Regions from separate parts of the Mus musculus genome. Here region 1 is linked to region 2. A link is a contact called in public Hi-C data. All regions are on one chromosome and are shown on one strand. Each heading gives the region's core, a stretch centred on a gene start, on an enhancer-like site or on the middle of the called end of the contact. The rest is flanking DNA. Distances are from core to core; before and after follow the strand shown.

Region 1 (5,067 bases), core at 2,322-4,821, 140 kb after region 2:
GTACAATTATAAGAATAAAAGTAAACCAAATGTTTCTCGAGTAAATAAGTGGAAATTGGCCAGGATTTGGTTTGAATATCAGACTTTCATTCCTGTGGAAGAAAAATAATAAGATAATGTTCAGAGATAACACTGTCCCCAGATGTTGCTTGGCTCTGTCAGACAGGAAATCCCATCTGCGGTTAATTTCCAGGCCACCCCATCATCTTGGTGAGCAAATTATTTCTTTATAAGAGAAACTTTCTTGTTTCATTTTCACCATTGCTTTTGAGTAAGATTAGAAAGCAGAGAGACACAGTTGAAAATCTCCTCTGAGAGTTTCAATGCTGTACTTATAGGGATCCAAGTAACACAGGGACAAAATACTGAGTAGGAAGGGGGATTTGGGACCAAATTTATGCAATATGCAAATGAGTTTTATTACTTGAAAAGTTTCAGAGGCAAAATTTTACCTTCTTCTTCCTCTTTCTCTTCCTCTTCTTCCCCTTCTTCTCCTCCTCCATCTCCTCCTCCTCCTTCTCCTCCTCCATTTCCTCCTCCTCCTCCTCCTCCTCCTCCTCCTCCTCCTCCTCCTCCTCCTCCTCCTCCTCCTCCATCTCCTCCTCCTCCTCCATCTCCTCCTCCTCCTCCTCCTCCAACTCCTCCTCCTCCATCTCCTCCTCCATCTCCTCCTCCTCCTCCTCCTCCAACTCCTCCTCCTCCATCTCCTCCTCCATCTCCTCCTCCTCCTCCATCTCCTCCTCCTCCTCCTCCATCTCCTCCTCCTCCTCCTCCTCCTCCTCCTCTTCCTCCTCCTCCTCCTCCTCCTCCTCCTCCTCCTCCTTTGACAGGGCTTCTCTGTGTAGCCTTGGCTATCCTGGAACTCATTCTTTAGACTAAGCTGTCCTCAAATGCACAGAGACCCACCTGCCTCTGCCTCCTGAGTTCTGGGATTAAAGAGGTGCATCACCACCCCCTAGCAGTCCCTTGTTTCCTAAACTACCATTTGGCCATGACGTTGTGACCCCTGTTTTCTCTGCAGATGTATTTTAGCTTGATGGAGATGAGTCCTATTTCTTCTTAGTGTGATGTGTTTGCTTGGCTACTGAGTTAGGTCTAGATAGACCCTTGGTACCCTCATGTATGAGCCCAAGATTGGTTTATTTCCAATGCTAAGATTTTATAGGTGATGCTATATATTCTCTTTTACCAAAAAAAGAGCAAACCAAGGAATGCATATGTATTTATTCTGAATGCTTTTTATTGTTATGTTTGTATTATTTCTGAATATACATAAACACATATATTAAGCATATATGAGCTTATAGAACTTACACTTTTGTAAAAGGATCAATGACACTATAACCCTGGAACAATCTTTAAGCAAAGATTTTTAAAAAATCTTATAAAACCAAGCATGAGGTAGGTGCCATTCCAGATACTGGACGGTACCAACCAGTGCCCTCTGAGGCCAGGACAGCCTTTCCTCCTTGGCTCTTCCCAGGAGTCGAATTCGAGCTGGGAGTGGTGCTCTGGTTTCTGCCTTCTGGACTATTATGTATTTTCCCATGGGGTTGAATAGAGGCTTCCATCCAGGAGAGAGGAGCTATTACCAAACTGATTCATTAGAATTCAAATTTTGGGGAAAGGCAAATCTTTGTAGGCTTAAATTATTCTAAGCTATTCATAGACATCCAGTTACCACTCAAAGGGCATCCATTAGAGAAAAGTCTTCAATGAAAACAAATCCTGAATGTGTAAGGGAAATGGATCTGAAAGTTAAATAAAATCTTTAAAAGCGGTTTTGGTGGCCACTGTTTTCTGTGCAGCTATATAAATTCTGAACATAGAGCAATGCGAACTTGCATCCTCCTTGTTCTGACTATGATGAGTTTCAACACAGTGGTGATGGAAGTTGATCTACAAGCAAACCTGGACCAGTAGTTCCCAACCTTCCAATGCTGCGTCCCTTTAATACCATTCCTCATGTGGTGACTCCCAACCATAGCAATATCTCATCGCTACTTCATAACTGTAATTTTGCTACTGTTATGAAATATCACTGTCTTCTGATAGTCTTAGGTGTTCCCTGTGAAAGGGTCTTTCAATCTCCAAATGGGTCAGGTTAAGAACTGCTGTCTAAACCAAGGGCTCTGTGAAGTGCCCTGGCCACATGTCCATGGAGCGGGTCCTGTTGCCAGCAAGGAAACTGTCTTTGTGCAGTATGGTGTTTTGAGCACCAGTTATTCCCTGGTGTTATGGAGGAACTATGCTATCAAATTCATAGAACACAGTGAACATCAAGTGAGGCCATACCTAAAAGTGTTTTGGACAGTACCCAAGATACTATGTACTTGTTAATAGTTATGTATGTGGGGTGTGTGTGTGTTATATTGTGTATGTGTGGTGTGTGATGGTGGTGATGGTATGTGTGTGTGTGTGCTATGGTGGTGGTGGTGCGTAGTGTGTATATGGGGGTGTGTGGTATGTTGTATATGTATGTGTATGTGTGGTATGTGATCGTGGTGATGGGATGTGTGTGTGTGTGTGTGTGTGTGTGTGTGTGTGTGTGTGGTGTGGTGGTGGTGGTGTATGAGTGTGCGGTATGTTGTATATGTGCATGTATGTGTGGTATGTGATGATGGTGATGGTATGTGTGTGTGTGTGTGTGTGTGTGTGTGTGTGGTGGTTTGTGCATTGCTCTACATTGCTTGATTGCCTGTAGAAGCAGCACTCCAATATTTGAGGTTCAAAGACGCTATATTTATTTACATTATCTAAAAGGCTATGTATACATCGCAGTTTTGCTTAGTTGCTCCTTCTAAATCCTATTCATTTGATTATATCTGATGAGTAAGAGCTTTACAGTTTGTGACCCTGTAGTTAGGATACTCCCAGCTGGGGTGGCCAAGCTTAAGGCAACAGACAGCTTAGCTTGGTCTATTTTCTAGTTCTTGGTCCATTACCTGGTCTGTGTGACCTTAGACAAACTATACTTTCTTTCCATTGCACAGCCTGTGCTATTAGCACAGAACAAAGCCAAAAGCAAGCATTCCCATATCCTGCTTGACTCTGATATGGTATTTATTTAGTTTTAGGTGCCATAGAATCAAACAGATCAAAGTGGTAACACATCTCCAGACACCAGGCCAGTGGCAAAGAGGAATTCCAGCCAACTAGCAGAGGGAGCTGGTTTTGTAAAGGGACAGTACTGCTGTGCACAAGACCCTGGAGAATACACGCTGGATTGGAAGATCACCTGGGAACATCTGCTGGCATGCTGAGATGTAGCAGTGGGGAGAGGCCAGCTGTGGCACCATCAACTAGCTAACAAGTTCCTTCCCTGGCCCTTTCTTGTCACTCAATTGATAAAAAGCAGTTTATAAACAAAAACACATTTAAATTAGATCCATGTCAGACTTGATTGGGGTCAGAGCAGCCCTTCTGTTTTTCTTGCACCATGACAGTACTGGGTGATGAAAGAACCATGATTGTGAAACTGAACTTTCCTAGCAGTTTATTCTACAGACAGCCAAGTTCAGCCTTTATGACCATGACCTTGAAGGAGACAGAGTTCTGTTCATGCTGAACTTCTCTTGAGGAATAGATTACTACAACAGGAAGCTGCCTTGAAGAGGTCACGCCCCATCCGGTGACCAGGCGGGAAGATGGGGGAGGATGGAGTGGCCTCTTGCCTGGGTGCCAGAAAAACAAACAAAGTGACAACACATCTTCAAACACATGCCTCTGGAACAGGGACGGTCTGACTGTCTTGCAGATGGAACCCATTTGGAATGAGACAATTCTCAATGGCACCAGAGCTCACCAGGGACTTGCGGATACGTTACGTGTGACTGAGAGTCTGCTCTGCCTCTTTCTGTGCCCAGTCTGTTTCTTGCATTCCACATAGCACCCATTTTGTTCTGCCTGTAAACCCACTGATCTGAAAACACTCCTCTTCACAGCCACCTTTTGAAATCTACAGACATCTGAGGATGATGGTCTGAGCTGGGGTGCTTTTTCTTCAATGAGATTTTGGGTAATGCCAGGCAAGAGTTTGTTGTTGTTGTTGTAAGAATAGGATGATGGCGGGACAAAAATGGTACTGGCCTCAAATGGCTGGAAGCCAAGGGTACTGCTCAATGTCCAAGGTGCACCAGCAGTCTCCACTTCGGAGGATCATCTGCCCCCGATGTAACAGTGCTGACCTCGAGAAATGCTAGATCAGACATGTTTCCAGCAAGAGTGTTTCTAAGTATAAGGTCAGGAAGTGACATCACCCAGGTCAGCAGACAATGCTTAAAGTGATCAGAAGGGGCTATGACCATGAACCCCATTGTCCCTCCCTAACCTCATTACTTCTTCCTATGTTGCAACTGCCTCTTTATACTAGCACAGCCCCCATTATTAGTTATAGCTGATGCCCCAGAAAACACAGAACGTCACCTCTCATTCAAAGTTTTCTCAATGAGGGTTTATAAAATCTCCTATCAGCTTAGGGAAAGGGGGCTTTCTGAGCTAAGCAGCACCTTTGATCCTCTTCTTAGCTGGACAGTGCTTATGCTTTCCTGGTAGGGAACATTTTTTCCCTCCCCCCAGCTCAGGCTGAGGCTATGTTAGAAAAATGTCACATTCAGTGAGTAGTTGAGGTTGTAGGATATACAGTTCCCTTGAGGCCGGGCGTGGTGGCGCACGCCTGTAGTCCCAGTAGCTTGGGAGGCTGGGGCAGGATTGTGCCACGAGTTCAAGGCCAGGACCTGGGTGTCAGGATATATAGTTCCTTTGAAACTCAGTGTTGTCTCTTTGAAGAATCAGTCCTGTCACCAATTGGGTATCGGGCATCTGGTGACTTCTGCACACAAATTTACCCTTTCCCAGTTCTTTAAGAATGAGATACATTTGAGAGAATTTCCATCCCAGGCTGTGGTGGTGAAATCAGTAGCAAAAGACACTAAAGGTGAGTTCTTTCTTGACACATCGGCTCTAAGTTATCTATTATCTGTTCAGTGAAGAAAGCAGACCAGAGAAGAGGAGAGGCCACAGACAGGAAATGTGGTTTCGTGAGAGGAGTGAGATGCTCTTAAGGTT
Region 2 (5,021 bases), core at 1,607-4,106:
TCGCTAATGGATCCTTGAATCACTTCCAATGTTTTCTAGGACAAACAGTGGTCTGGCGGCAAACCTCCTTTTTGTGCCACTTTATAAGCATTCAGATATATCAACAGGAAAGCCTGTCAGGGACAGACTGTGTCAAAGGGTACCAGGGCTGCGGCATCTGTGCTCCCACAGAAATACAGTGCAGGTGCTCCCCATCAGGCTGATACACATGTCATTCTTTAGAAAGTGCTAGTCCTTCATAGCTTCAATCCACATTTCTCTGACTTCATGGGTAAACAATTTTAGATTTAAAAGATGGCAATGCAGTTCTGTGTGGACAACTGGTTCCTGCCACTCGCCTCTTTTCCTACTGCCTGGGAAAGGTGCTCACAATCATCTGGAGGTATGTTTTCTACAGACAGATTTTCATATGTTTTTAATGTGTTTACTATATATTTTTTACCATATAAACACTTTTAAATTGAATCAAATTTATTTATTTATTTATTTATTTATTTATTCCTTTTATGGCTTTTGAATTTTAAGTCCCAGATAAGAATCCCTTTCAGTTCAAGACTATAAAGGACATTGTATTTTCACAGTTCTTTTGCATTTTAAGCAGGAACAACAAACTTTGTTAGAAATATCAGTGTTGGGCTGAAGGTATAATATGTGAGGCCCTGGATTTGATCCTAAATACCAGGCCAGTTAATTACAACCATTAGTCACCATATTAAAGGAATGTAGCAAGCTGGAGTTTATTTGAACAGAGTGAGACACAGACTCCACCTCTGATACATCCAGGTAAATACTCACTAGGCCCAATACCATATGTAAAACATGTTCTTGCTGACTGAGGACATCAATTCCCACACATGTCATGACTGAAAACAAGATCTCATGAATGCAGTTACATTTATGTGCATGTTTGTGAATGGGTGTGTCTAATGCTAGAGTGTAGACATGACAGAGGTAAAGACATGCTCTTCAGCTCTTTCTGGGATGGCCACACTGCATGACACTGTAGCTCTTTTGGGGATGGCCACAGCGAGTGGCATTGTATTCATCCTGTCACCACCACAGCACTGAGCCTTCCTTTTTGTCTTGTTCCCCTCCCATCCATTTGAACATCTGAGGTGGGAAAATGGCGTTCCCTGCCATGGCCATCCTTATGATGATCCACAGTCCTCAAGGACTGATCTTGGCCTCAAGCTCAAGTGCTGCTGAGGAGGAAGCTTTCCCACAGCTCAGTGGACACAAGGTCCTTAGCACTAAACCATTCATGCAGAAGCTTGGCTTGGAGAGGCACAGACACAGATTGCCACTCACAAGCTTATAATGTGGGGACACTATTTTATTCTCACAATTTATTTAAAGGGGAAAAAAATCCAACATAAATCCTGGAAAAATTCTTATCAACGACAGAATTCATCTATGTCGCGACTGCTATGGTATCAGAAACATGACAAAGAAAGGAGAGAGAAAACAAGAAGCAGAGTTGGAAAATGCTTCCTTTAATTTGGAAGAGTGCAAGGATTTTTTTGAGATTTCACAAATAAGTAAAAGACAGGACGTTATGAATGTTATCACCCTTGCCCATCTTTCCTGCAGAGTTCCACTTTTAGACTAGAAGGCACACTGCACAACAGGCACACGCGATGGTATTTTAACAAGGTTCTGACATTCTCAATTATTTCCACTCCCCACAGTTTCTTGAGAGTTCAATGATGCTAGTAAATTAAACCCAAAGTCCTTAACTTTCCAAGTAACATAGTTCCCTGCTCCTCTTACTTCCTATCTATATGAAGCTCAGGGTTTCTCTTAGCCTCCTCTGGCCACTGGGTCCCCTGACGGGGGAGGCTGGTACATCCATGTAGTGATAAAATAGAAATACAATGAACAGTATCTACAGTACAAAGTAACCATCCAACTAGAAACATAACTCGGAACTGACTAGTAGGGTCTAGAAGTCATATACAAAGCTGTGAAGTGTACCATGATGCAGGAGTGTGATGGTTTCCACACAAGCTCTGAGTCTGTATCAATGCTACTCTTTCCTGTGACCCACATACAAGGAGGGAGCTGTCATCAAACTGTCATCCTCCCACTCATGCGCACTGAAATTATATTCAGGCTCACCTCTGCATCCCCAGTCTCCTAAGTGTGAAAGGCCACTGTATCTTTTTTTTTTTTAAGCTTGAAAAAGAGTTAAATGTTACAGAGGCATGCTATGTTCATGGGACTGGTATCTAATGTCTTGTGTTGTGTGTTTCCCTGTAGGATCTGGCAGAGCAGAGATCCTGTTTAACTGAGCAAAATACATGAACCCACATGCATCAGGCTAAACACTGCATGCACTGCTTCAGGCAGCCCTTCTATGCTTCACAATTAAATGTATGTCTTCAACCCATAATCACCCTTCTGTGTTGTGATCATCTAGGATGGCTGAGTCCAATGACTAGAAAATCTGTCACAATTTTTCTCCAAGCTAGTTTGAGACCTATAGGCTAGATTAGTGCCAATATTCACATGGGAAGAAAAGGTTTCAGGACCAAAGAATATATTTTTTTTTTTGTATTCGTGAAAAACTTTGAAATAAAAAACTTTTAGCCTAGCAGCAAGCCACAAAGTGGGGATGCTTATTTCTGTTTAATTCAATGAATTATTAAAATCACGGGGAAATGAAAGCATTCTAAGCTCCAATTTTAAACCTGCAACCAGCATGATCCTCTGTGAAAGAAATGAGAGTGTGTCAGCTATGTGAGCCCTTCTGCCAGACTCATGCCTTCCCTCCTCTTCTTCTAGGACAGGACATCTTCCACCTACCCTGGCCACGCAGCCCACCACATCTGGAGCATCCTCTGCAACAGCTCGTGTGATTATATGACCCTAATTCCAGAACTCACCACAGTGACCTGGGTCACTCTGACAGAAACTGGTGACCTAGACCCAGGGCTAGAGTGTTTTCATGACTCTTCTTCTGCAAACGGGACTTGTTCTTGTGATCACGGTGACATCTAGACAGAGAGCCAGATTTAAGGGCCCCTCCTAGATATGCATGGAAGAAGACACAGGCTGGAGATGGCTGGACCAAAGGTGTCCATGAGGCCTGCCTTCCATTACCTGTCTTCAGGTCTGAACAGATGAGCCCAGCTTCGCACAGTAGGCTCACCCCCAGCATCATCAGCTGGCCGGCACCCTCACACAGTGACAGCATTCATTGTCTACTGAATCATGCTGTGAGTCGGTAGCCCCTGCAGAGGGACGGAGACAGGTACATCTCCATCTGGCAAATCAAGTAAGGTCGGAAAAAAGCGGCTCCAGTAAATGTCCCAAAAGGACAAAATAATAAAAATAGGAAGTAGAGTAAGAATATTCTTTACGGTCAGATCTGACCTGAACAGAGAAGTCAATCAGACTTCCTGCTTCCTTTCTGGCCATCTTTACCACTGGCCACTAAGAAACAAATGAACAGAGTGAGTGAGAGTTGGCAACATGTGATATGCTGGTTGCTATTGGTTGATAGTTTCTTCCTAAAATTGTTGATGTTCTAATTTCTGTGCCCCAGAATGCAGCCCTGACAGACAGAGCTTTTCAGAGGTACTGAAGATTATAGCAAGGCCCTTAGGGTAAGCCTACATTCAATCTGAATTTCAAGAGAGTGAATCTTGGGCGGACTGCTGGACCGTGCATGCAGAGGCCAGAGGTGGGAGAACACACCACGGAGCAACATGGCCGAAAGATAGGAGAACAGCCTCAGAGGGGAATCTCTGATGCCAGGGCAGCCATAGCTCATTTAAACACTGTCCCTGTGCTCTTGAGGGACCAGAATGGGACACTCCCTTTCCCTAGTCCTACAAAGCACGGTGACACAAAGGGGGCTAGGCTGAAATTTTACTTCACAGATGCTTTTAAATTCTGTCCTACACATGCTCCACTATATTCAAAGCAGCCTTATTTATAATAGCCAGGAGCTGGAAACAACCCAGATGTCCCTCAATGGACACAGAAAATGTGGTACATTTACACAATAGAGTACTACTCAGCTATAAAAAACAATGACTTCATGAAATTCTTAGGCAAATGGATGGAACTAGAAAATATCATCCTGAGTGAGGTAACTCAGTTACAAAAGAACACACATGGTATGCACTCACTGATAAGTGGATATTAGCCCAGAAGCTCAGAATGCCCAAGATACAATTCACAGGCCACAAGAAGCTCAAGAAGAAGGAAGACCAAAGTGCAGATACTTCAGTCCTCCTTAGAAAGGGGAACAAAATACCAATGGGAGGAGTTACCGAGATAAACTACAGAGCAGAGACTGAAGGAATGACCATCCAGAGACTGCTCCACCTGGGGATCCATCCCACATACAGTCACCAAACCCAGACATTATTATGGATGCCAACAAGTGCTTGCTGACAGGAGCCTGAGAGGCTGTCTCCTGAGAGGCCCTACCAGTGCCTGACAATTACAGAGGTGGATGCTCACAGCCAACCATTGGACTGAGCACAGGGTCCCCAATGGAGGAAATAGAGAAAAGGACCCAAGGAGCTGAAGGGGTTTGCAGCTCCATAGAAGGAACAACAATATGAACCAACCAGTATCCCCAGAGCTCCCAGGGACTAAACCACCAACCAAAGAGTACACATGGTGGGACTCATGGCTCCAGGTGCATATGTAGCAGAGGATGACCTTGTGGGACATCAACGGGAGGAGAGGCCCTTGGTCTTTTGAAGGTTCTATGCCCCAGTATAGGAGAATGTCAGGGCCGGGAAGTGACAGTGGGTGGGTGTGGTGAGCAGGGGGGACAGGATAGGGGGTTCTCAGAGGGGAAACCAGGAAAGGGGGTAACATTTAAAATATAAATAAAGAAAATATCTAATAAAAAGAAAAAATTCTATGCCCTTTGTATTTTATCTTCAGAACCCAAACTCTAAAGCTGTGAACCATAAACTACAAAAGCAGATTCTGCTTCGCCCTCTGGAGCTTGGCTTTGTGTGCTCCCACTCACGAGGCTAAAGAGTCAGCGGTGTCTG

Evidence for each region. A called contact is a pair of places that touch in the nucleus more often than the background predicts.
Region 1: a Hi-C map of uterus shows a contact between it and region 2. The contact joins two enhancer-like sites. A contact is called at or near these places in 8 of 484 Hi-C or Micro-C datasets (bone marrow-derived macrophages, embryonic stem cells, liver and 2 more) and 2 of 115 datasets of contacts at active chromatin or transcription factors (bone marrow-derived dendritic cells and embryonic stem cells).

The regions. Positions count from the first base shown.
Region 1 is chr6:53,151,255-53,156,321 of GRCm38.p6, forward strand. No RefSeq gene overlaps it. Among named protein-coding and RNA genes, the nearest start is that of Gm4872, 68 kb to the right of the region's middle. Within about 2 kb of position 3,572, at least 23 of the 459 cell types and tissues checked have an H3K27ac peak or open chromatin away from gene starts, as enhancers often do. A contact at or near this core is called in uterus, where this site is marked.
Region 2 is chr6:53,009,290-53,014,310 of GRCm38.p6, forward strand. The region is part of intron 1 of Jazf1 (JAZF zinc finger 1); the gene reads right to left. Among named protein-coding and RNA genes, the nearest start is that of Gm33219, 35 kb to the left of the region's middle. Within about 2 kb of position 2,857, at least 2 of the 459 cell types and tissues checked have an H3K27ac peak or open chromatin away from gene starts, as enhancers often do. A contact at or near this core is called in uterus, where this site is marked.